Regions from separate parts of the Mus musculus genome. Here all the other regions are linked to region 1. The links are chromatin contacts, called in public promoter capture Hi-C maps. All regions are on one chromosome and are shown on one strand. Each heading gives the region's core, a stretch centred on a gene start, on an enhancer-like site or on the middle of the called end of the contact. The rest is flanking DNA. Distances are from core to core; before and after follow the strand shown.

Evidence for each region. Capture Hi-C pulls out chosen DNA fragments and counts their contacts.
Region 2: a contact with region 1 is called in a promoter capture Hi-C map of adipose tissue. The contact joins two enhancer-like sites. A contact is called at or near these places in 1 of 15 datasets of contacts at CTCF or cohesin (CD8 T cells), 10 of 484 Hi-C or Micro-C datasets (B cells, CD4 T cells, Th1 cells and 5 more), 7 of 115 datasets of contacts at active chromatin or transcription factors (CD8 T cells, cardiomyocytes, double positive thymocytes and 4 more) and 2 of 9 other capture datasets (adipose tissue and liver).
Region 3: a promoter capture Hi-C map of adipose tissue shows a contact between it and region 1, with 2.5 times the contacts expected there. The contact joins two enhancer-like sites. A contact is called at or near these places in 1 of 39 promoter capture datasets (the C10 cell line), 2 of 15 datasets of contacts at CTCF or cohesin (CD8 T cells and large pre-B cells), 14 of 484 Hi-C or Micro-C datasets (the 63-12 cell line, 8-cell embryo, B cells and 9 more), 2 of 115 datasets of contacts at active chromatin or transcription factors (CD8 T cells and bone marrow-derived dendritic cells) and 3 of 9 other capture datasets (adipose tissue, liver and pancreatic islet).

The regions. Positions count from the first base shown.
Region 1 is chr17:50,089,964-50,094,823 of GRCm38.p6, forward strand. All of the region lies in intron 3 of Rftn1 (raftlin lipid raft linker 1), which reads right to left. Among named protein-coding and RNA genes, the nearest start is that of Gm52302, 58 kb to the left of the region's middle. Within about 2 kb of position 2,133, at least 28 of the 459 cell types and tissues checked have an H3K27ac peak or open chromatin away from gene starts, as enhancers often do. A contact at or near this core is called in adipose tissue, where this site is marked.
Region 2 is chr17:50,168,075-50,172,352 of GRCm38.p6, forward strand. Rftn1 (raftlin lipid raft linker 1) reads right to left here. Exons shown (of 10, transcript NM_181397.2): 2 at 929-1,085. The coding sequence starts at 1,073. Among named protein-coding and RNA genes, the nearest start is that of Rftn1, 20 kb to the right of the region's middle. Within about 2 kb of position 2,282, at least 53 of the 459 cell types and tissues checked have an H3K27ac peak or open chromatin away from gene starts, as enhancers often do. A contact at or near this core is called in adipose tissue, where this site is marked.
Region 3 is chr17:49,966,565-49,971,144 of GRCm38.p6, forward strand. No RefSeq gene overlaps it. Among named protein-coding and RNA genes, the nearest start is that of Gm52302, 66 kb to the right of the region's middle. Within about 2 kb of position 2,062, at least 40 of the 459 cell types and tissues checked have an H3K27ac peak or open chromatin away from gene starts, as enhancers often do. A contact at or near this core is called in adipose tissue, where this site is marked.

The sequences.
Region 1 (4,860 bases), core at 883-3,382:
CATTAGTTAAAACTGCCAGCACAGCAGAAATACCACAGAATTTTAGACAGCAAGTACGCCCTGCTGTAAGCCGCTCGGTGTGACATAACATCACAGAACACAACTATTTCAGGCCCTAAGGAGGAAGACATGGGGGCATTCTGTTCAACAATGCCCTCTTGTAGGACAGGCCTGGTAAGGCTGGCTGATCAAGCATAGCCTAGGATGGTAACCAGTATGCTGTGTCCCTGGAAACCACCCTGGGAGAAAGAAGTGGCTCTGAGTAGGAGCCTCCAGGAGCCAGGGTCTGGTCTCTGAGGGAAATCACAGTGTAAGGGGACAGGTATTCAGTACAGCCAGCTTCTAAGCAATAAGCAGTGACCAGAGTCTCCTGTTGTCACCCTGTGGGATGTTTTCCCGAGGAAAAGGCCATACACACTCTCAAAAGGCCATGTGGTCTTAGAAAAGGACACGGGAAACACCTACTTCCCCCTAGCCTGGAGCTCAGATGTCTGGACTTCTAGAATGGACAGAGAGATATGGATTCAAACATAAGGAAGACAGAGGGTCACAATGTGATCCTTGTGGGGACATGGGACTGACATAGCCTCCTAGGTTGTCCTGTTTGAAAATTAATACCACATACATGGAAGCCTGGAGAAGCTCAGGGACACACTGTGACATGCATTTATTGTCTTCCAGGCCCAAACTTCATAAGCGGTCTTGTAGTTCAGAAGGCGAAGGATCCGGAGCTAGCTAGAAAGGTGTCACATCTACCCTAAGCCTTGAGACAGTTTCCTCAAACTTCCTGGGCTTCAGTTGCTCTCCTGGTGGGTAGGACTGTGGTGACTACTGTCTATTAAAAAGCCCACAGGGACAGGGTTATACACACCTCCCAGGACACAGAGAAAACAGAGCCTTTAGTCAGAAGAACAGGGAAGGGCACAGATGTAACATGGCTTGATAGTTTTAAAAGGATCCTCGCCTTCCAGCTTGAGTGGTCCAGTCAGTACATGCTAGCTTTCCAAGCAGTTTGGTAATGGCGAAAAGCAATGGCCTCTGACTGCTTTCACGGTGGCATCTTTATAATACCCAAGGGGCTGGTTGAAAGCAGATGAGATGACTCCAATGGATTGTTGCCTTTGCAGTTAGAGGGATGAATCACAATGGGGGTGTGGGGTGTTTGGTTGGCCCAGGCTTGGCAGGGGAAGAAGATGGACAATTCGATTCCATCAGTGATAAATGTGACATATCCAGATGACATCCACGTAGAAATGTCTGCCAGACCGTTGAAAATACATTCAAGTCTGAAGCTAGGACTGCGACTCAATTTGCAGACTACTTGTCTAGTGTTTGTAAAGTCCTGGGTTTAATCCTAACTGCTGAGTGAACCAGGCATGGTGGTGCACACCTATAATCCCAGGACTCAGGAGGTGGAGTCAGGAAAACCAAATGTTCAAGGCCATACTCAACTGTAGCACAAGTTCAAGGCCAGCCTGAACTACACAAGACTCTGTGTTAGGAAGGAAGGAATGGAGGGAGGGAGGGATGGAGGAAGGGAAGGAGGAAAGGAAGAAGGGAGAGAGGGAGAGAGGGGGAGAGAGAAGGAAGGATACACACACTCTCCAAGTCAGGTGGCTGGAGATTTACAGCATCAGCATCCATGTGGTATTTAAAGCCTGAGACCAGCTGAGATCTTCCAGTATTCCCAAAACACCATTCTAGGAACCAAGGGAAGCAAGGAAGAGATTACAGTAAATCTACAAAAAGGAACTATCTGAAGGGACCATCTTGTGGAAGTCCATTAAGGCAGCGTGTTGTTGAGGTTGGGAGAAGCCACTCTGTCAATTGCTTGCACGAACTTCACTCAGCATCCTCACTCTAATTTGCATATTCTTCCAAATCCTAGTTCAACGGCACAGGGCTGAAGGTCTTTGTGTGCCTTTGATATCTGAGTATTCTGCTAAATTGACAGACTGTCAAGATACGACACGGGATTGGTTCAAGATGCCTGGGGTCCTTTAGAGGCAAATAGGCTTCTGGATTGTCTCCTAGAAGCAACCTCGGGAAAACTGAAGGGAGCTCTCTGGTCTGTCCCTGCACGGGCCTCTCATGTGCTTGGCACTGGAGAGTAGAGGGTGTCTGACTTCAGCCACTCCAAAGGCATCCTCATAGTTTGGGAATTGCCCTCTTCAAGCCACTAAATATATCCATTTCTAAGTAAATCCTGTTACTACGTGTTGCAATAAATATTTGAAGTGATTGCAAGGGAAAATACCAGAAGCCCTGAATTCTTCTTACAAAATGAGCATAACTTGTAAGCTGAGCTCATTTGGGCCTTTGGAGGGCAAATCTAATCTAAAGCTACTGAAAAAAAAAATCTTTAAAAATGATCAGCTCTTCCTTTAAGTAATAAACACATGGCAGAGAGCTATGATACTCACGACTTTTAAGTAATAAACATGTAACAGATCTCACGTCGATAATCTTAGATGTCACGACCTACGTCATTTCAAAGATAAATCTAAATTATTCCCTCTTTCCTAAGCCAGCAGGCAAAGCTTACATTTCAGCCATAAAAAGAACAAGAGGTTGTGTAGCTTGCCAGCAGAGTCATCTTTTCTCTATTTAGAAATAATCACGAGAAGCAGAAACAAGAAACAACTTAGACTGGAGCACTTCCCCAGTCAGATAAAAAGTTACTTAGTAAATGTCAGTTGTCTAAAACAAATGCTTTATCCCTGGGAAACAGGAAGAGAGGTTAACACCCATCCATTCCAGCCAATCCTTTCTTCTCTCTCTTCCTCCAAAACACCAGGTTAAATTAGCAAGGTCAGATTAGCTATTTTTTTTAAATAGTAGAGAAAGAAATGAGCCAGTAATAGATCTGTGCTGGTTATCTTTCGTCAACTTGACACAAGCTAAAATCTGAAAGGAGAGAATCTCAATTGAAACAAACAAACGAAAAATTGGCTTGTAGGCAGCTCTGCCAGGACATTTTCTTAATTAATGACTGATGTGGGAATGAATGCCCAGCCCACTGCGGGCAGCGTCATCCCTGGTCATGTGGGCCTGGGTTATATAAGACGCAGGCTAAGTGAGCAGTGAAGAGTAAGCCAGTTGGGGTTGGTGGCATCAAGTCAGATACCGCCCTTAAGAAAAGGACAACGCAAGGGCTGGAGAGATGGCTTAGGAGACAGCAGAACATTTGCTGCTCTGGGAGAAAACTTGGGTTCAATTCCCAGCACCCAACTCCAGCGCCCAGGGATTATCCAATGCCTCTGGTCTCTCTGTACTCCGTATACAAATGGGCACAGGCAGGCTCACACTCATGCACATGTGCACACACACGTTAATAAAGAATACAAATATTAATAATAAAATAATTAATAAAACAATCTGTATTCGATCAGAAGTGTGAGGATTATTTCTATTGTCTAGGATCAGGAATTACTTACTCCTTAAATCAAGGAGCAGAAGAGCAGTGTCTTTAAGACTGTTTGGAGATTAGTCATAGGGCCATAGAGGATAGAGATTGGCAAAGTTCTGGCTAGAAAACAAACAGTTGGAACAAGATAAAATACAAATCTGTCTGGCAAAGAGCCATGAGCACAGGCGAACTTGTTACGTAGCTATGCCAGTAGTGGGTAGCAGATGCATAGATTAACTCACTGATAGAATGACCCTGGGGAGGGCTGCCACTGACGCCTAAAGCAGTGGATAGGGAACAAATGGAGTTTCCCCTCATCCCAATAGGAAGTGCAAGATGGCACCAGATTAAGCTGGTGGCACAGTGTGATGCAGGAAGAATGGAAAGATTTCCAAGGAGAGAGTAGTTAGTAAGAGAGACATCTTAGGCACTTCTTCACCCTGTCTTTGGTGGCTTGAGGGAGGATAATAAATCAAGCTGTTACTAAGATAATTCTGGAATAATCAGGAAAAAGAGGATTATGAAATGAGAGCAATGGAGTTCAAAGTTCCCCTAACACTACGCTGAAGGTTTAAAAATGCTTGAGAGGGAAAAGAATGGAGAGAGAGAGAGAGAGAGAGAGAGAGAGAGAGAGAGAGAGAGAGAGAGAGAGAGAGAGAACACGAGAGCGAGCGCCATGGATCTTTAATGACTGCAGCTATAGGAGCACCAGGGGAGCCCAGGAGGAAGCGGGATGGAAAATGTGCCAGCCAAGTTACTGCCCCTTCTGATGTCCCTGGCCCCTGCCCCCAGCAGATACTTACTTCTGTCATAAAGGTTGGGTATCTATAGGAACATTCTGGATATGATGACACTGTCGCCACACACTCTCAAGGAGCTGTGTGCTGCCAAGTGAGTGTCTGTTACAGCTTAGCATCAACATACTACACCGCGACTTTAGAGAAAATCTTGCCACATCCTGTCTCAGAGCTTACAGTCAGGGCTGCCTCTTTGCTAGACAAACCACCTAACAACTCACAACTAGTTCAAGGCCTTTGTTGTTTGCCTCGAAAGGCCACAAAGGTAAATGAAGATCCTTTCTCTCAACCCTCTGGGATACAGAAAAAACCAGAGGAAACCATGGGGAACAGCCATAGGAAGAGGCCTGCTCTCTCTCTCGGACTCCTGCAGCCTCTCACGAAAGACACACAGAAAGTGAAAAGAAAGAATGTTCCTAATAATGCATAATTAATAGCATCTTATCAGGAACACAACAACTGAGTAAAATCAAGTCTTCCTAACATTTGCTGGTTCAGGAAAAGTCCCACATCTGCAATGCATGAATAGAAAGGATAGCTACCCATGAGTGGTCCCCAGGTGTTTTTATGGGCCACAGTCAGCTGAGTGACAGAAAGTCACTCAGCTTGCACATAATTACAGTTTCCATGTTCAAGACTGCTGCTATTTCTGCT
Region 2 (4,278 bases), core at 1,032-3,531, 78 kb after region 1:
CAGGACGCTAAGTATCTCAGGACATTCTCTGCCATGGTAACTTGAGCATCCTTTACCTGTCATCCCAGGGCCACATCCTGTCCCCTCGGACATAGGCACTGATTGTGGGAGATGACTCCAGACCCCATCTGTCAGATGAGGCAAAGCTTAACCAGAATAACAAGAGGGAAATGATGGCCAATGAACTTGGGAGATAGGGGACAGACCAATTAACATAGAGGACATTTTCTTTTACAGGGTTGGCTAACAGAGAGTCTACAAAATACCTGGTCCACAGGCTGAATTCAGTCCATCCATATGGATTGCTAGTTAGGGTTTTATTGCTGTGAATAGACACCATGACCAAGGCAACTCTTATAAAGGACATTTCACTAGGGCTGGCTTACAGTTCCAGGGGTTCAGTCCATTATCATCATGGCATTAAAACCCAAAACTAAGACAAGCAAGGCAGCGTCCAGGCAGACATGGTGCAGAAGGAGGAGCTGAGCGCTCAACATCTTGATCTGACTGCAGCCAGGAGAGGTTGTCTTCCAAGTAGCTAGAAGGAAAGTCTCAACACCTACCCTCACAGTGACATACTTCCTCCAACAAGGCCACACCTCCTAATAGTGCCACTCCCTGGGCCAAGCATATTCTAAGCCCCACAGACTCAGAGCCTTACTTTGTAATTGCCTGCCTGACTGACTGACTGGTTGATTTCTTTGCGCTCATGTCATCCAGGCTGGCCTGACACTCTCTATCCTTCAGGCTCAGCCCCCTGAATGCTCAGGTAACTGTTATGGGCCGTATCACTCAGGTGTTGCTATTTTAGCCAGCCATTCTCTGGCAGAGGGCTAACTTTCTAGACTGTCCTCTCTCTTAGACTGTGGGATAGGCCCCATCCTACACTGTGTTCCACCCAGACACCCTCCCAGGACCTTGTACTCACCGGCAGTCAGTGTGGTGAACTCTAGAAAGCAGTACTCATAGGTCACATCTACTTTGGTCTCCACCTGAGGTCTCTTCAGAGTTGAATAAATGTTCCCAGGCCGCTTTTCTTCACGTTTCTCCAGCTTGTTCAAACTGCAACCCATCTTGACAGCTGTCTACAACGTGGAAAGAACCAAGGGCAGATAGAGTTGTTTTGTCATTAATTTTGAAACACCACAGCACAAAAGACCCCCCCCCCTCCAATTTACTGGAGGGATACATCAAAGACCTAGGTGCCTGCGAAATCACAGGCGTGATTTAATACAGCCAGAATACGAGGGACCGGGCCACCTTGTCTCATGAGTACGCATTACAAGACACCCTGGAATAGCTTGGTGACCCCCAAAATGTCCCTGCTTTGTATCTTTTCTCCTCCATCTAAGGAAAATAATACCTCTGAGTAGCTTCCTGCACTATCATCTGTATACGTGATTTAAAAAAAATAGGGCCTAAAAAGCAATACTGTGCATTATGCTGTCAGCCCATCTGCAGAAATACAAGACACATGTCACCTTCCACATGGTTGCTAAGGGAGAATAATAAGTTGTTGTTATAGTCTCTAAACTCTGGCATCCTTTCTCCCTCAACAATAATTATTTAGACAGGAATTGATATTCAAACATCTCAAAAGTAGATGCCCCCTTCTCGTCTTCCTTTTTATTCAGGCCAAATGGCAGGAAATAACTACACACACACACACACACACACACACACACACACACACACACGTGTGCACACACACTTCAAGTCTTTTCCAGCTAAAATGAAATCGACGGAGCCTAACAGGGCCAGAGAGACCTCAAGCCGTACCTACCCGTGTTGGAAGATCAGTGGCCTCAGCTTGCCAAGGAGACAGAGAAATGGGAAAACAATAAACGGAGAGCAAGATTCTCTCAGTCTTTGATTGACACCAGTGAAGGTTTCCCATGTATTTGCATAGAATGACGTGTAATTCACAACGTGTCTTACTATGGGAGGGGGGGATCCCCTTTGCACCCTGGGCATGAAGTGTTCCTCCTCTCTGGCACACTGCCCTGCCATGGAAATGCTTCTCTAAAATACAACACACCACACACACACACACACACACACACACATGCGCACACACAAAAGTGCAGGGACTGCTTCCTCTAAAGACAAGGATTTCCTCCGCTGATCCATTCATAGGGTTCCCAGCTTCCTAAAGCCATTTGGCAAGTTTCAGAAAAACAAACTGAACTTCAAAAAAAAGCTAGTAACGGCATGGGAGGGAGCAGGAAGGGGTGAGGTAGGCACAACCACGACCTGCCTCTGCTTTGCAGTAATTAAAAAAGGCAGAGAGAATGGATAGCAACCGGAAGCCTGACTTATGCCTTAATAAGGGGACATTAGTGTCCAAGAGCTGGAGCACATATGATGTATGTGCAGTCTGTGTGAACTGATAACTTGAAAACTACTGGGTCATTCTTCAGACACAACAGCTGATGTGTGCATCGGCTACTGAAGGAGCCATGCAAAGCAAGCTGCTGCCGTGTGTAAGTGGGGAGCAGAAAGCAATGGACCTGAGGCTCTTGGTGCAAAGAGTCCAGAAATGTCCTTCATTCCTGACAGTTTCTAAGAGTTGAGCCCGGAGGGAAAGGAAGGAGTCTGTGAGCACAGCACAAGGCTGGCAGGAGCTTGGAGGAGCCGAGGTGAGCTCTGCTATACAGATTTGGGCATGTGGAGATGTTGGGGACCCTGCAAGAGTAAAGGATGAGGGAGAAAAGGAAGGGCAGGCTGTGACATCTGTCATCCTTGGCCTCATAGGTCAGAAGCCAAAGCCACCACTCGCCCAGAATGCCTTTATGAGCTGTAAAGAGGGTGCCCTGTCCTCTGAGGAATGAAGTCCTATGCTAGCTGTGGTGAGGAGAGGAGGGGGGAGGGGAGGAGAGGAGAGGAGAGGGGAAGGGGAGGGGAGGAGAGGGGAAGGGGAGGGAAAGGGGAGGGGAGGAGAGGGGAAGGGGAGGGGAGGAAAGGAGAGAAGAGGGGAAGGGGAAGGGAGGAAAGGAGAGGCTGGACCTAAGCCCCTACTTAACCGCTGTGAGTCACCTTCACAACTGAGGGTCACACTGCTGCATCAGTAGGGGAAAAGAAACCAAGAGGGTGAGATTCCAACTGGTCATGACTGCCCTAGAGGCACAGGCAGAGAAGTGTGGAGAGGAGGTTTCCCAAGCAGGAGAAAAAGATGTAAAGACAGCCAGGGCCCTGAGAAGCAGAGATGACCACGAAACCTGTCTGTGGATGAAGAGATCCTGAGGCTGGGTGAGCTACCTGTGGAATGCTTGTACAGTGTGCTGGCCAGCCAGCTCCAACTCTCACTGAACAGAGCTAACGCTTACCAAAGCAGAGCTGGGAGGAAATGCTGCTCTCACTCTCTCTCTCTCTCTCTCTCTCTCTCTCTCTCTCGCTCTCGCTCTCTCTCTCTCGCTCTCTCTCCAGCTAACAGGACTCATTTCTCACACCACTGTGCTCTGCAGACCTTATCCCCTCCCCGTCCCCCAGATCAGCCAGGAAAAGAGAAACTACCCAGCAGCCTTCTTGAGACAGCCCCAGCAAGCATGGTACAGTGTGGACACACACAGATGACCAAGGACGTCATCTAGTGTATTGCTCGCCAGGCAAATGGCAGAAGGGTCGCAGGGAGAAAGACAGAACAGCCCTTTGTATGGGTCAGGCACCCTACTTGGAATATTCAAAGCCTGAAACCTTTTGAGAGATGATGTGGGGAAATGGTGGGTCTCAGAGCATTTAGGAGTTTGGAATTTCACAAGAGGAACTCAGCTGGGAAAGTCTATGTTAAGATTCCCCCAATTCAAGATTCTGAAATCTGAACTGATTAGATCTCCAAGAATAAGGGATTCTGAGTCGGTGCCAAGTGCTGGTGAGCATACAGAGCTGTTCAAGATTGGATGTAACTCTTCTGTTTTCTTTAAGTATTTACTTACTTTAAATTGTGTGTGTGTGTGTGTGTGTGTGTGTGTGTATTTGCTTACATGTATGTCTGTGCACTGTGTGCATGGCTGGAGCCCATGGAGGCCAGAGAGGGGGTGAGACTCTCTGAAAACAGGATTACAAGCAGTTGTAAGTTGCCACGTGCATGCTGAGACCCAAACCAACCTGGGTCCTCTGCAAGAGCAGCAAGTGCTCTTCAGTGCTGAGCCATCTCTCCAGGCTCCATTTCATTCTTTAGCTGTCTGTTTTATAATAGAGAACAGCAAGATTTTGCATAAAATATTCCTAGTAAATATCTCTTATAGTAATAAATGCTGCCAAACCATGTCACCAGTGAGT
Region 3 (4,580 bases), core at 812-3,311, 120 kb before region 1:
TACTGTAAACAAAGCCACTTCTATTTCCCTAGAAAAGGTGTGTTTGGGTGTGTGTGTGGGTCCTCTGTTTAAGCATCATCTTCATTTCTATGAGTTTCTGGGATGTCAATCTTGGTGGTGTATCTTAGGAGTCACTGGACTAATTTTGTCGTCAGTCCATCTGGAGATGTGGTTTTGTTAGGAAGGACGTGTGATAATAGCAAGAGTGGCAGTCTTGTGTTAATAGTTTGCCTTTGAATTTAGAACTAGAAAACAAGATGCTGATTGCAATAATTTGCGTTTGTGAAAGCAATTTAGTACAATCCTTGCACATGTTCAGGGATCCATATTAAACGCATTTGGAGTTTCAGGGGTGGGCAACATCTTTACTCTTCAAAAGATGGTTGAGTAATGATTGCTTTGGAAAATAGAGACTTCTATTGTAGTGATGCCTTCCATATTTCTCTTCCGTGAGGATTTATCCTGTCATAGTTCTGTCTCTGTGCCTTACACTTGAGTTCATCCCAGAGGTGAACTATCAGTCTCCTGGATCTAAAAGGCCTGGGTGTTGGTTTTAATGCTGACACCACTGTGGTCCACAAGTGCTAATCTCTTGCAGGCTGCAGTGACCTGTGAGCACAATTAGAAATGAGAGGCGCAACAGTAAATGTCAAAATAAAAGCATTCAGAGCTGGAGTGATCTCCCCCAGCCCAGTGAGTGGTTTAAGGCTGCCTTACTATGCTCCTGACAGACGTGGGCGGCAGGCATCACAGCGTGCCCCTTTCTCGGGTGAGCAGTGTGAGTCTGCACTTACCCCTGACGCTGGGCTCTTCCCTCGAATGACTGCACCCTTACCACTGACTTACTCTAGGCTGTGGGCTGTGGGTTCATGCCAACATCTAGCCTTATGGGTTACAGAGTAGCCGTTTAGTTAGGTCGCCACATTCTTTTCCATTCTTTGTCAGGGTGGCTCTGTGTTCTAGGTCTCTCAGGTCTCCAGCTTGGCAATGGCACTTGAGGCATTAAAGAGGTTGACTATGATTGCTGGCAGAAAGTATTCAGGACTGGGGATGAAGAGCTGGTGCAAGGAAAGACAGGCATCACCGCTGTGCTCAGCCAAGGCCACACAACTGTGGAGTCTTGGCTGGTACACCCTCTCACACTCGCCAGACTCTGGGACCCAACTCTAAGTACATGTATGAATTACAATGGACACAGGTGGGCCTCTTACCACCAACCCCCCAAAAGAATCCTTCAGCATAGGTTAGAGATGTGCCCCGGGTGTGACATGCTTCTGTATAGGAGCCACCCAGAAGCAATCTTAGTCACTTCCCTACTACTTCTCCTGTGACCAAGGTTAAGTTCCCAGGCTATTCTCAGCCAGAGACCCACTGATTATCAACTAGCTTCTTGGTAAGGCCTGCTTTTGGCCTTTTCAGAATTCCTCCTTCTTCCTTGAGAGTGAGAAGGGCACGCTAGCGACATGTCTGTGTGGCTGCTATATTCTGGTGTGGCACTCCTGCCTGTCTCCCGTGGTGGTTCCATTGTTGTGGGCAAGGAGGCTTCATGGCTTTGGGCGTGGCTCCAGCTCCGGCTCTGGCTCCGGCTCCGGCTCAGATGCATATATGGGCTTACGAAGCTGTTGCTTGGAAGGGCAGCAGCCAGCGTTTGAGTGGTGAGTGAACATGTACAATGCTCCACTGTCTGAAGAGAAGCCTAAGAGCGATATGGAAAGAGAATAATCACCCCTGCCCTTGTCCACAGTGTCCGACATCCACAACCATGAACTGGGGCCCTTTCCCTTGATCACACCTAAGCAGCGCTGAGTTCCCTGGCTCTTCACTCAGACTTCCTCCCCCACCCCATGATCCATCCGTTCAAGCCCAGTTTTAAGCTCCACTTCTGGTAGGATTGGCTGTTTCCTTTGCCCATCTCCCTACTCCGAGGAGATTTTAACATAGACTTTAATTTCATTGATAACGTTCGCCCTGACTGGACGAGATTATTGAGGGCAGGAAGTAGGGTGTGTCTCCCACAAGCTCAACGGCACTGCCCACAGTAGGCAGGTGCTTCCTGTGGCCTTTGCACATTAGAGCAGGATGAGAGATCAGGACACAGAGTGTGGCATCACTGCTGGTCCACTATGTGCTGGGCACTGGTGCTGCATCGCTGGACTGGTCCCTGGTATGTTAATGACGGACAGGGATACGTTGTTGTACTACACACCTAGCCCCTCAGTCTGGAATGTACACAGTAGCCTCCAGAGTGCTAATCCTGCAAAGGATGCTATGAAGTTGTGTGTTTAAGATCAGTTCTTTCCTGGATAGGTATTTTTCAAGATGTGTGAGTTATGAATGTTTTCTTAAATTAACATGGTGCTTTTAATTCATGAATTTTTCTGTGCCTCGGTTTTTTTCTGAAGGTGGCTCTCCAGAAGCAGAAGATCTCTATCAGCATTAAGCAGCAGAGGGCACTGCAGCTAAGGAGATGAAGCAGCAGAAATAGCTACACATGGAAATAGTGGAGACTCTGTGAACCTCCTCACTGATAGCATACAACAACTATGTTAATGTAGTTGAACTACAGCCTATATATATATATATTTTTTTTTTACCTTATTTAATTTAAAATGAAAGACAAGCTAAAGATTTCATGGAAAAGAGTCAAGGAGCATTTTCTATCTCAGAGGATTTAAATTATTATTGCTTATTATTATTATATTAAATATACTATGTATAATATTATTATAATTATATATAACATTTTAACATAATTTGTTATAGTATATCATAATAATTATTATAAATATATTTTAATTACTATAATTAAAAGTTATAATTGCATATTTATATAAATTTTTGTTTATATAAATGCAAATGTAAATATAAGATATAGCTTATATTATATTAAATAATTAATATATAATTACATTAGTATATATTATTCATATTATATATATGCATATATATTCATTATAATGACCTTGAACTCCTGCTACCTGGGGATCTACCTTTCCAGTTGCTAGAAGCATAGGCTATGCCTCCACAGCTGGTTACATGCAGTGCAAGGGATGAAACCCAGGGTTTCATGTTTTCTGGGCAAGCACTCTATCAACTGAGCTATATCTCAGCAACAGCATAGTCCAACTCTATGACAGGTTCATCATCCCACAAAGAACCCCTGTAGGTTACCATCCATTTTCCATCCTCCTTTTTATACCTTTAAAGTTTTGTCCATTTTGAATATTTCATATAAATAAAGTCATGAAGTATATGCCATCGTTGTGGTTTCTTTAACTTAAGATGACTCCAGTGTTTTCAGGGTTGCAGCATGTATCATTTCTTTATTGCACTGTATGGATACACTATATTTTTGTTTGTCCATATAGATATTTAGTTTTACTTTTGAGCTGCTGTGATCATCAATTGATGCTCATGTTTTGGGGACTGTTTGTATGTGTTTGCCTATGTGCTGTACACGAGAGCACGTTTGTGGAGGCCAAATGTCAACATGGGTGATCCATTTTTACTTAACTTTTATACAGAATGTGAAGGAAGGGTCCACATGTATTGTTTTTTGTGTGGGTGCCTGCCGGATTTGGCATGACCGCCGAAGTGATGATGTGATACAGTTCCCACCCCTGGGGCAGAGACAGCATGATGTGGGTCTCCTTGAGTGCTGATAGGTAATCTAGTCATAAGGCTTGTTTGCATAATAAAGCACATGATTTACTTCATGTTCCTCTTTTTTGAGAATGTTCTCCCTACCAAGGTTAATGGCTCCATAATAATCACAAACAGTGTGATTCCAGGAAGCAAGAATGTTTCTGGGGATCCTCAGCAAAATGATGGTGCTGTGACCTTCAGGACAGCCCTTAAGGCTGTGGGAAATAACTCTGAAAACATGAGTTCAAGAATACATGAATCAGTGTGAGAACTGTTCTTTACAGGATTTAACAACTCTGCAAAATATAAGGATGCAATATGAATTGTATGAGGGTCTTCACAGACCTGAAAGAACAGGAGGCAGCTACACTAATGAGTCAGCTCTGTCAGAAAGATATTAAGAAAAGAGATGATTTGGGCAATAGAGGGGAAAACCTGAATCATAAAAGAGAAAAGGAAGAGTTAAAAAATAAGGCTCAGATAGATGGCTATATAATTAGTGGGAAAATGGTGATCTCATCCATGGAAGCCGTCAACAACTAAATTTGATCCATATACTCTACTCCCTAAAGGAGGTAGTTATATTTGTGATCCAAACAGAGGTTGGGAATGGACAAAGCTTTGGTATCCAGAAAAAAGGTGATGGTTTAATGATATTCCTACTTTCTGGGATCACTTAATACTTTTCCATAATAAGCCTTGGAGTTACTGAGATTAAAAAAGAAATGATCCAAAGATTAAAAGAATATATTGAAGTGGTTAAGAATAATAAAAATGAGCTTCAATGCTGCTTGCATCAGCACAAACAAGAGCTCATAAAATTGCAGTATATATAAATATATATTGCAATATATATACTACTATATGTATATATATATATATATATATATATGCCTTGAAAGTGCTCAGTATTTCAGTTTCTATTTCTAAGAGTT